Linked DNA regions of Columba livia: region 1 is linked to region 2. Evidence: chromatin contacts called from public Hi-C data. All regions are on one chromosome and are shown on one strand. The core of a region is the stretch at or near the end of the contact, and the rest is flanking DNA. Distances in the headings are between cores, read along the strand shown. Region 1 holds the start of BLCAP (BLCAP apoptosis inducing factor). Region 2 has its middle 5.5 kb from the start of SRC.

Evidence for each region. Hi-C and Micro-C count contacts between places; a contact is called where the count stands out from the background.
Region 1: a Hi-C map of crop shows a contact between it and region 2, with 2.1 times the contacts expected there. The contact joins the promoter of BLCAP here to the enhancer-like site in region 2. A contact is called at or near these places in 2 of 2 Hi-C or Micro-C datasets (crop and liver).

What each region holds. Positions count from the first base shown.
Region 1 is chr16:4,613,348-4,619,035 of bColLiv1.pat.W.v2, forward strand. It overlaps BLCAP (BLCAP apoptosis inducing factor), which reads right to left and starts at 3,501. Exons shown (of 2, transcript XM_065031935.1): 1 at 3,136-3,501.
Region 2 is chr16:4,566,527-4,572,855 of bColLiv1.pat.W.v2, forward strand. No RefSeq gene overlaps it. Among named protein-coding and RNA genes, the nearest start is that of SRC, 5.5 kb to the right of the region's middle. Within about 2 kb of position 3,830, at least 1 of the 3 cell types and tissues checked has an H3K27ac peak away from gene starts, as active enhancers do.

The DNA of each region.
Region 1 (5,688 bases), core at 2,251-4,750, 46 kb after region 2:
TTCTTTATACAGCTGGCAATGAGTCCAAGTGCTCTTTCCATGCTACCAAGCCAAAAGAAACAGCATCTCCTGCTATCAGCTCTACTGAGCAGGGAACAGGGACTCCTCTTGGTGCCCAGGACAGGCAGTCCCTTCTCAAAGCCACAACAGTATTCAGTTTTGCTAGATACTCAAGCAAGGTGAAACCTACAAACAAGACATTCCTACCTTGTTTTCTTTGTCCCCTCCTCAAGATCCAAGCTACAGATTACCGCGTCCCAGGGCAAACAACAACCTGTCACCCAACAGAACTTCTGCCAGCTCCCAGTTTCACAACTGCATCCTGCTTTTCCTCAACCAGTTGCTCTCGTTCTCCCCTGCCTGACTCATCTCCTTCCCCAGCCAGCCTGCTGTCCTGCCACCCTGCAGGACATGCTCCTGCTCCAGTCATCTGACTTGGCAGCCACTCGTGTTTACCAGATGTTCCTTTTCACCGCACCACCGCTGCCTCCTCTCGCTCCTCTGCAGCTCGTGGAGCTGCTTGAACTCGCTTCAGACCCCTCGGCAGCAGCGAGCAGGCGATGCTCCCACTCCTCTCCCCGCAGTCGGCACTGCACAGCTCCATCTGATCTCCCTGTGCTGCCAGAACCACCTCCCTGACAGTTCCTGCAGGCAGAGGAGCAGCCCAGAGAGGTTCCCTGCGCACCTCGTAAGCAAGCACCAGCACTCCACATGCTCATTAATTGGCTTCCATTGTGTTCACAGCCCTTCCTTCTGTCATCTTCCAAGACTATTCAAAACCAGCAGGTCCCACTGGTGTGTGTTTGCTGGGAGGATGTTCAAATTCCAGCGTGAGGGTAGTGTCACATCTTTACAGCCAGAAACAAAACTTTAACCATGACAAGTCAAAAGTGAGTAGCACAGCTCAAGTCTGTAGTGCTTTGCAATGGATCAGTTACATTTTAGAATAAATCCATCTGAGTCAGCAAGCTGTTCCTTGATGTTCTACAAGCCAGTTCAGCAACTAAGAGGCTGAGAGGTGTTCCTACACTGTATGCTTTATACATGGTTTTATCAGTATGCTAACACCAAGTCTGTACCTTTCTCAAGAATGTCTTAATTCCTTAACAGCCCATTCACCCTGACAGGGGAGAATAATCAGCCAGCTTTCACTAATCACTTAAAAGGTAAGCTTGTTCAGACCTTACTAAGGCAGCTATTAAGCCAGTACTGTCCACAAGGAACTTCCCCAGCAGATGCTACAGAAACAGTCACTTAAAGGTATGCAATAAAAGATAAAGTAATGCTTTTATTGGGAGGTGGTGGTGCCAATCTCCCCTTTTCCCAGAAACCGAAGTTTCTTCTTGGGTATGAATAACCATGTTGTCTAGATAAAAAATCTCTCAAGTTGCACAGTGCACATAAACTTAAGAGATCTCAGAGACTTGCACTGAGTTTTTTACCTGTAAGGTTCACCTGTAGTAGAGTTTGCATAAAATCGTGTAAATCAAAAACCCTGTCACAGCCATGGAACTTGAACTGCTGTGTGTGGGCAGTGCTTCATGCTGCCAGCGTGGGTTCAAAACTGCCTCTCAAGTACCATGTAGCATGCAAAACAGCTGCTAAAAATTATAGTATCCAAAGCATGGGGGGGGGAGAAGTGAAAGAGCTATCAAGTGAGGAGTTGATGAGCTTGAGTTCAGCTAAGAAAAGCAACAGCACACCAGCTTTTTAGATGCCAACCCTTTCTCTGAAAAAAAACAAGAACCATAACTGTTCAACTTTTAAGACCTATTTGCAATATCAGGATTTTAACCTCCTTCAGGGTTTTTTTGGCTTTGCTGTTACTTTTTCAAAGCTTATCTGCTGGTATGACTCAGCTGGAAGAAGCAAGTCTTCAATTTTCGGCAAAGGCCTTGCCTCAGTCTTTGATAAGTTTGTGCCTTCAACACTTGATGCAGGCTCAGCAATGGTGCAATATAATTGCGAACAGTTTCCAAAAGAGCCACAAATCCTTGACTAACCAAGCCTTGGGGTTACTAAGCATTCTGATTTCTCAAACTAGAGACAAACCAAAGCAATTAATTTCATGAAGAGCAGAGGCTCTCTGAGCCACTTGTTTCATCACTTCCATAGCTGCTCTCCAAGCTTCATTACTGACTGGGGGATTAATTAGCCTGTGTCCAGAGGTAGTGCAGTTCACGTACAGCAACAGGGTGAGTAAACCCCCACCTGTGAGCAGGACAGCAGCAGAATGATCTGCGTTTCTCTGCACGGTAAATCACAGGAGCAGAACCTTAAGTCAGCTCTGTGGTGGGAAGAAATGTCAACATCAACAGTTGTCACCAGATGTACTGCTACTTTTGTTTGTACTTATTTATTAATTCTCTGTGCTCTTCATTCCTGCCCTCTGCCTTTGTTTAACTGCCAAAGATGATGAATTCTAGGCCCACTTCAAGTTCCCTGAAAAACATAATTACCTTTAGTTTTGTTTTGGATAATTTCTCTACCTTTTGTGCCTTCGACAGGCTTCAGCACTCTGAATGCAGCCTGATAAAGGCCAGTTTTCTGCGTGCCAGGTAAAGATGCAGTATTGGCGGGGGGCTCTGGGGAGTTAAGACACACAGGATGGAAGGGCAGAGGTTACCCCACTGTGACAGTATTTGCAGGTTCAGTACAGGGGTAATGAAGTGTAGGAGTTTGGTGTGCTGCAGACTGCATTTGAGAGCTTTGTTTTCATCTTCTCTTGCACTTGCGTGTTCAGGACGTAACGAGCAATGTTTGTACAGCACAACAGCTGCAAAGCGCGGTGAGGAGCTGGCTCAGCGTGCCCGGGGGGTCGCAGGGCAGCGAGCACCGGGAGCGCTGTGCTCCCCGCCAGACTAAAGGATGTCAGGGTTGTGCTGCTGTGGGGAGTAACGGGCCAGGTTTGCCTTGGGAAGGTGCACAGTGACCTGCGAGACGTGCCTGACCCTGAGGCTGGAGCTACAGAGGGGAGGAAAAGGAGCTTTTTGGGTAAAGCAGACGCTGCTGTTTCCATCTCAGGTTGGTGACAACCTATGTTATGGTGCTCCCGGTGGGCTGGACCCGGCCCCCTGTGACCACTGCACCGGGACCCGCCCCGAGCGCTTCCTCCGGCCCCCAAACCCCACGAACCGTCACCCCCGGCGGAGCCGCTCCCGCCCGCAGCGCCCAGGCCGCGCCTCGATGCCTCCGCTTCCCCCCGCCGCCGGCCCGCAGGCAGGCTGGGCCCCGGCCCGCCCGCGGCCCGTACTCACGGCGCGGTGCCGCCGCCTCACGCCGCCATCCCGGGGCCGCCTCCGCCGCGGGCTCGTCCGCGCCCCGAGGAGCGAAGGATCAGCCGCGCTCGGACCGGCCGCGGGGCCGCCCCCGCCTGCGCGCCCCGACAGGGCGCCGCCGCCCGCCAGGACCCCGCCGCGCCTGGCCGCTGCGCGCCTGTCCCGGGCACGGCCCGGCCCGGCCCCGCCGCGCAGCAGCTCCGCCGCTGGGCTGCGCTCCGGTGGCGGCGGCCGGGCTGGGGGGAGCGGGGGAAAACGCCCGTCTGTCAGGCGGCGCCGCGGGCAGCCCCGCGCGGCGGGCACTGCGCCTGCGCGGCGGGGAGGTGGCGCGCCTGCGCCCGGTGGTGTTTTGAGCGTTTGAAAAATGATGTTATTATTATTTTTACTATTTTAAGTGCCGTTTGCGCACTGCTCGTGCTGCCCGCAAGCCGCTTTGGCACGGCGCCGCACGGGAGGTGCTCGCACGCCGTTGCAGGCGGTTTGCACACTGTGACCGCCGTTCGCACAGATGTTGGCAGCTGTTCGGGTGCCGCTCCGCACCGTGCGCCGTTCGCCTGCGCGGTTCGCGCGTCGCGGGGCACTGCGCTGTTTGCATGCAGCTGGCACGATTTTCTGCAGGGCTGCCTGCTTTTTGCATGCTTTACGTGGGGTTGCATGCTCTCTGCAGGCTTTTCTTTGCATGCGGTTGGCACGTATCCTTGCACGCTTCGTGCTGTTCACACACGGTGTTCGCACCGTGTGACACGTTGAATCTGTGCTTTCTTGCACTTCATTGCATTCTATTTCTGGGCTTGTGTCACGGAGGCACCCCGTAGGTTAATTTAAGGGACAACAAGGTCCAAAACCAACTTTTGTTAAACCGGTGAGAAACAGGGTTTTAGCACTCCAAAAGTCACTTAAATAAAGGTTCGGATATCAGCTGAGGAAAATTATTTAAGGGGCAGCAACTAATACAAGAGGTGGTCCACAGCGTGCATGCACGTGGCTTCACCCAAACAATGCCGGAGCTGTCCCTGTGTCCTGGAGAAATACACACTTGCCTAAATATGGTGCGGGATTATTTTTAAAGAGATACGCGCACTCATAGTGAGTACGGGAAGTGTACACTCGCGATTCCGCGAGGGTAAATTTATAATACACCCGCAATCCTGCGAGAGTTAATTTACTTACACGTGCAAGCGTGCACGGAATCCTACACAGTATCACAGTATGTTTGGGATTGGAAGGGACCTCAAAAGATCATCTAGTCCAATCCCCCTGCTGGAGCAGGAACGCCCAGGTGAGGTCGCACAGGAACATGTCCAGGCGTGTTTTGAATGTCTCCAGAGAAGGAGACTCCACAACCTCCCTGGGCAGCCTGTTCCAGTGTCTGTCACCCTCACTGAGAAGAAGTTTCTTCTCAAATTTAAGCGGAACCTCTTGTGTTCCAGCTTGATCCCATTACCCCTTGTCCTATCATTGTTGGCCACCGAGAAGAGCCTGGCTCCATCCTCATGGCACTCACCCTTTATATATTTATAAACATTGATAAGGTCCCCCCTTAGTCTCCTCTTCTCCAAACTAAAGAGACCCAGCTCCCTCAGCCTTTCTTCATAAGGGAGATGCTCCACTCCCTTAATCATCTTCGTTGCCCTACGCTGGACCCTCTCCAGCAGTTCCCTGTCCTTCTGGAACTGAGGGGTGCTTATGTGGAAGCACAGGAGGAAAATACACTCGCAACTGTGCGAGGGGCTCTCGGCGGCCACTCGCAATTGTGCGAGGAAATAATTTATACACGTGCTCGTATTGGGCATGGAAAGTTACGCATGCAAGTGTGCATGGAAGGAAAATACACTCGCGATTGTGCGAGGAAATAATTTAAAGTACGCGTGCAAATGTGCACGGAAAGTTACTCGTGCATATGTGCACAGGAGGAAAATACACTCGCGATTGAGCGAGGATTAATTTTACACGCACTTATATGGAGCGCGGAAAGTTATACATGCATATGTGCACGAAAAGTATAAATATACTGGCAATCCTGCGAGAAGTTTTACTCACACCCGTGGCGGCGAGGCAAGCGGAGTCCCCATCCGGGGAGGGGGCTCTTGGCGGCAGCATCTTGCTTGTGCTCCGAGAGACCCGCACAATGGGCGGAGTCTCGACGAGAGTCCTGTTTATATACTGGCTGATCAGATCTGACTGTAGGCATTCTAGAAGCTTCTCTGCACCCCCACACTGTCTGTGGGTGTCCCTGAAGCCTCCAAACATCCCCCACGCTGGGCACGGCTCAGTGTGCCTCAGCACTCCCTTCTCCTAATGGCCCTGGCCAGGGTGCTCTGGGGCCAAACAAAAGAAGCTGTTAGCCTCAAGTAGCAGAGAAAGAGGGAGATGTGCCCACTCCTTCCATACTGAAGGAGGGAGGGGGAGA
Region 2 (6,329 bases), core at 2,580-5,079:
ATGGGAGACACAGGCACTCTAAAGTTGCTTTGAGTTCTCAATACAAAGAAACATTACAAACATTTCCCACACAAATAACAAAGAACAATATTGTGCCATGAGTTTCCATTATGGACTGTGTTCCTGTCTGTGATCTGCAGGGGCAAGAAAAGCGTTGGAACTGCCCTGTGTAGGTAGAGCAGATCACTTCTTCCATTTTAATAAATGAGGATGGTGGTTGTTTTACTTAACAACTCTGGCTTTCTGCAGGTCACCTAAAGTGGGGGGTTGATGCTTTAACAGAATTGCAACTATGGAAAGAGTAGCACACACATTACCTGGAATATAGAAGCGCTTCTACAGCTAAGAACCAGGTAGTGATGAGCACTGTGTGGTTGTTACCCAAACTAGCAGGGTACTACATCGACATCTACATCTAGCTATTTGCAGGCTGGCTTACTCATTGCTAAGTAGAAATCATGGATATTGGGGTTTGTTTTTGCTGGGGGGGAAAGGGATTATGATAGATTTCCCTGTCCTTAACAGCTTTATACCTATTTGAATGCTCTCATTAGCTCAATTTATAGTATGTTTTTAGGGATTACCAATATCCCTTGTATTTTAGTTACTCCTGAAATGTGTCATAAAGACAATCAGAATCTCTTTGTTTAGCAAGAAATCTCTTTTTAAAGTCGTGCCACTTCTTTCCATGCATTCATTGTGAAAGCTGTCAGAACTCTCAGACTATAGGAACACAGAGACATAAATAACCTATTCATAAAAATGATCCATTAAGGGAAAGCACTTCAGATCCTTTAATCCGTGGGAAATTGGTTAGTTAATATTGTCAGACATATGGATCTGTGTTTGACTTGGAAGTAGCAAAGTTTCTCCCAGTACAGCTTCACCTTCCTGGAAGGAAAGAGGAAATGGTGCAATGATGAAATTAATTTATCTCTCATGAGAGATTTGGGCTCTGAGAACCCCATGAATGTAACAGTGATAAAGGCATCATTTGACAATAATACCAGCAGGGGATTAGATGTGGATTCAGTAGGCTGATAATGGGGATTTTCAGTAGCCCCTCGGGGTATGGTTGCAGCTCAGGTTTACAAGGCTGGAGCACAGAGCTGTCTGGTGGCTCCTCTTGGCCGCCGTGGGACCAGCGTGGTAGCCAAAGTGGGACCAGCGTGGTAGCCAAAGCGTCTGTTGTTCCCTCACCAGAAAACCAAAAGGAGAGATGGGACTAGTGTGGTGACTCCTTTAATTGCCAAGCACTTTTCTCCGGGCTGTTTTGTAATTAACATCCCAAAGGGAGCTGGAGACCTCATTAAGTCGCTTTTATTGAAGGGGAGGTTTTCAAAGGTTTGTCTCCAGATACCAGGTAGGCAGCACCTCGGTGAGCAGCACCTTGCTCCGCCACCCAAGGCCCAGGCGCTGGGCTGAGAGCTGGGCTTCCTCTGCTAATACATCTTCAGAAGTTCCTTTCCCTCAACAGGCCAAGCCTCAGCACTGGAGAAGCACAGCTGGCAGTTGAGAATTCCTTGTTTCATTTTCGATCGTGTTCAAGCAGCTCTGCCCATCTGGCCACACTCGTCTCGAGAGCCGTGGCCATCGCTGTCCCCTGAGCTGTCCCACGCTCACAGCGCTCCCTGCGCTCCTCCAGTGCAAGCGGCACAGTCCCTTGAGATGGCCTAATAGGTTGCTTGTGACTGGAGCTCCAGTTCACATAGTTCAATTAAATCCCTGTTAATCTTGTTCAGACCTAATTTACTTCCATTCTCATACACACGCTTTTTCTGCTTCAGAGAGATTCTGGTGAGGTTCCCTCCCAACAGGAACGGGAGGGCCTCAGGCCAGATTTGAACATGACTGATGTTTGCAGAGCTGCCCCCTTGTCTAGTCAATAAACTGAGGTTACTTTGGAGCCTGTCATGAAGCATGTGAAAATACTCCTTCAGTGCCTGGGTTTCAGGGGTGATCAGGCCTGGATGTGATGATGCTGGAGGAGAAAATCGGGAAGCTGTAGGAGGGGAGGACCTGCTCGGTGACCCTGTTTCCCAGGGCACTGCTGAACTGTTCCCTTGTGTGTACATGTTCATTTTTGGCCAGCTGAGAGCTGGGGTGCTGGACTCCTCTCTTGGGAGCCTCTCTTATACACCGATATTTCTTTCAGGCGGAAGTCATATTATTCACAGCCTGTGGCCTTCAGGGATCGAGATGACTGTATTGATTTCACTGTTTGTTTATTAATCTCATGAGGCATCAGAGACTGACTGCAGTGAGAAAATGGGATGATGAATGGAGTGTACTGGAGCACAGAGCATGGCTGCTTGTTTGGTGATGAGGTTGGTCACCAGCTTTGGCACTGGGCTGGGATCTCACCCTCCTCCTCTTCCTCATCCAGCCAGAAGGACGTTTCACTTGGGGAGCGTTCCCTTTCTCTCTGGCAAGAGACAAGGGTTGTAATCAATATTTGCATTTCTCCTTAAACTGGCAGTTACTGCAGGTCCAGGGTCCTGCTCTTCTCCTCTGGTAGTTTGTGGCTTTTGAGCCATTGTTTGTGCGGCTGTTTTCTGGCATTTGCTACCCAGGCCAGTGTGCAGTAGCTGGTCTAAATGTCTCTTGCTTGGGGCTGGCAATTGCAGGGCAATGAACTTTGCTTCCTGCCTCTGCCTTGAAAATCAGCTGATTTTCCCATTTCACGTTGTTTCTTCCCAACTTGTGGCTTTTCTGTCACTGTAATTCATCCCCATGTCCCTTCTTGGTGCATTCACCCTGTAGACTCACGTCCATTGCAATTCTTCTGTCCTTGCAGCCAAATTTTACCTGCTGGTGACAGACTGTGGGTATCTGCTGTTACAAGGACTGACACAAAGAAAGAACACATGGAGAAGCATTTGGGACGGAGAAAGGTGTCCCCTTGTCATCAGCCCCATTAGCAAGTTTCTCTTTGCTGAGGATTTTTTCAAGCAGCAGGTGTAACTGCTGGAGAAGGACCGCTCTCCACCTTGAGCCCCAGGTATTCCAGGGAAGCTGTGCCACGCACATCAGTCTGCCCTTGAGGAGTTAAAATGATCAAACATTGTGCTTCCGAGCTCTTGCGATCAGTGTGCGCTATGCTGCAGCGCGTGCTTCACGCCACCCGTTCAGATCCTGCTCCTGGCCAGCACATGCAGATTTGTCTTATGCAATCCCCAGCCTCTCGCAGTGCTCCCTTCCCTCCTCCCAGCTTCCCCGGTTTCATTTAGTGCCCGCAGGCCCGGGAGTGACTTTGATGCTCCTCGCACTCGACTTTGCTGGAGGCAGGAGCACAGGGAAACCACAGTCCCACTGAGGACCACAGAGATGCAGAGCGGGTGGTTGGAGCAGAGAGGCTGACAGGTTCCTCCGTGGCTCGTGTCCAGCCTTTTTGGCTGGCAGGTACAAGGTAAACCTGCTTTAGATCACATCTGCTTTGATTTTTAAAACCACCTGTTGGCTGGTTGATGTGTCTTGTCGCACTCAAAGAGCTCGGCTCCCAAAGCAGGGTGCTGTGGGTGGAAGGGTTGAAGGGCTTTCACTTCTTCCTTTCTCCAGTGGTAAGCGAGGAACCGTGTCCTTAGTGCCCTGCTCTGCTGGAAGTCCTGTTTACATGCTGAACACAGCATTCTTTATTTGTGAAACCTGTGCCTCGGGCTGTCCCCTTGTTTCTTGCCAGAAGGCTGCCCGAGCCTCTGAGGTGCCAACTCTGTACGTGTTGAGTTGAGCCTGCCCCGGTTCATGGACCACACAAGGCATCAGCGCTGGCCCAAGCTGTCTCACAGCCTGTTCCTTCTGCTTTCCCTTTGGCTGCTGCTTCTGCAAAACCCATCCCAGGCTTGTGAATTCACCTTGCCAAGAGCCAAAGTCCAGAGTACAACAGGCACCAGCGAGCTCTCACGGGGCAGAGCCGCTCGCTGGGCTCGGGGAACCGGCTCCAGACGCTTCCTGCTGTTATTTGCGCCTCCACTGCGGCAGCGTGGGCAGGACCCGTGGGACTTGTGGGGCCGCGTCCCTCCTGCTCCCCATGGGCAGCTCTTGCACGTCGGTGTGTGCTGGGGGGACCCATGCTGCAGCGGAGCGGCTGGACCGCGACTGCTGGGGTCTGCACGGGAGAGGGTCCTGGCGGCTGAGGTCCCCACGGAGTGGCTCCTTGTGATGCTGCGGTGGCTGAAGCAGATGTCCCCAAGTGGCAGGCCTCTGCGGTGGAGGGAACCGTAGGGGAACCAGTTTTTGAGAGAAGGGGAAAAACCGCAACCATTTCTGTTCCTTACCACCCCCCTAATTTAGCTCACTTTAAACTAAGCACGGATCCAAACATCATATGGTTTAAATTTTTTAGATTCAGACTTTGGCCTCCTCAGCCCATCCCTCGCTCAAAGGACCAAGACGATTAAGGGGAAACACCCTTGTGTCGGCTCTGGGTGCCTGAGACTCCTCTGCTGTCGGGAACGCTGCAGCCCCAGGGCAGGGGCACCTGGATGTGGCTACCAGAGCTCTGTGCTAGCCAGCCATCCCTCTGCTGCTCCGTTAGCAAAGCGAGCCGGACCCAGGGCTCTAACCCTCATCTGGGTGAGTTCCCATGGACTTTTTTGAACCGTTCTTTTCTATTGATACTAAGACTGGCCAAAAAGCAGAGTTTCCACCACTGGGAAATGCTAATGTTTTGTGTGCGGCTTTTCTGCTGAGCTGAGGTAAGAAGCAGAAACTGTCAGATTTTTGCCTGAATGAGCTATTCCAAGATACCTAATTCAGATTGTATCGAGACATTGTATTTTATCAGTCAGAAACCTGACGGGAAATGTTGTGGCTCTATTGAACATGCAGATATTAATAATTTCCCCCCCAGCTCTTGAACTCGGTGCCTCCTTATCAAACATTTGCACGTCACCCAGTCAGTGGTTTCCCTCTGTCCTTTCCCCGGGGGAATTTTGCAGTGACACTTCCTGGCTGGGGCCACCTCGGCGCTGGGGTTAAGGGCCCCTTTGGCACAGCAGGTTGTCACCGCACTGAGGGACACGATGGGCTCTGAGCCCTCCTGGTGATTTCTTCTCAGCCGCCCCTTTTTATCCCACAACCTGCGCACGCTGGCATTTACCGCTCGGCTCCTGCAGCCCGGATGCTTAATGCGGAAGAGAATGTCCAGAATTAGCATTTCTAGCATGAAATATTGCCAAATGGCTTGTACTGCAGGAGTTATTCTGGTCAATCCCCCTTAGTAAATCAGCTCCTGAGCTTCTAACTGCAGCTTCTCTAACACGGTGCCGATTGTTTGCCATCACACACTCACTATTTGCAAGGCTGTAAAGCTCAATGATCATAAAATCCCAGGGCAAGAGCCGCGGCTGCTTCTGCGTCTGTCCAGCATATCGCACACAACCATTATATTATTAATAGTAATGATTCGTGCAAATATATTTGGAATTTGCAGTGAGCAAACTGCAGCTAGCCTCAGGAACAGAAGCCATCAGACAAAACTTATTCATGCTTGCCAAGGGAACGCTTAAAAATAAATCTGGCTGGAGATGAATAGATGTTTTGTTGTAAATCCACAGAGATTGCAGGGATCAGGACTCAGGTCAATGACTGGACCCAGAAGCACCCTCTTACCTGTCAGGAGGATTTCAGGAGCCTCATGGAGCAGTTTGATCTGCACACCTGGAGGGGGAAGGAGTCACATACTTACTCATGCCTGTAGTAACTCTCATTCTTCTTTTTCCTGATTAAACTTGTGTAAAGGTCAGCAAGAAAGCACAGGAATACCTGGGCACATCTTGATTTCTTGTTAGAACATAATTTCAAGATGTGCCGTCATAACCGAGCCACCAGAAATATCCAGTGCTGTTTTTTTTATTATCATTTGAAAGTACACAGTTTTCAGTTTCTGTTTCCTCTTCCCCTCCCTGGGGTGGGTTTTATCGGTGCTGTTTAAAAGTGGAGAAGAAGAATCATCTGAAGGAAACAAGTTTCAGGGAAGAGACTGAAATCCTTACTTGGGTAAAGAAAAAATAATTGTGGATTAGACTGTTTAAAGATAAATACTTGGAGTGGGCAGGAGGGAAGGGAAAGCAGGCGGCTGGGGGTGTCTGTCAGGCTCAGGGCTTCCTGGCTGAGTCAGGGACACACTGAGGTTTTGCTGCGTTGCTTCAACTTAAATGGTCTTAAATCGCATTATCGCCAGAGCTGCGTGTTTAATGTCAGAGTCCTGTGAGGGCACATTCCTGAATCTGAGCCCAAAAGATAAGAGACTAGTTTTAGAGAGTATCTATTTGCCATTTTAAATTTGCATGTTGGCATCTTCTTCAAATAAGATTATTTCGTGGACGTGG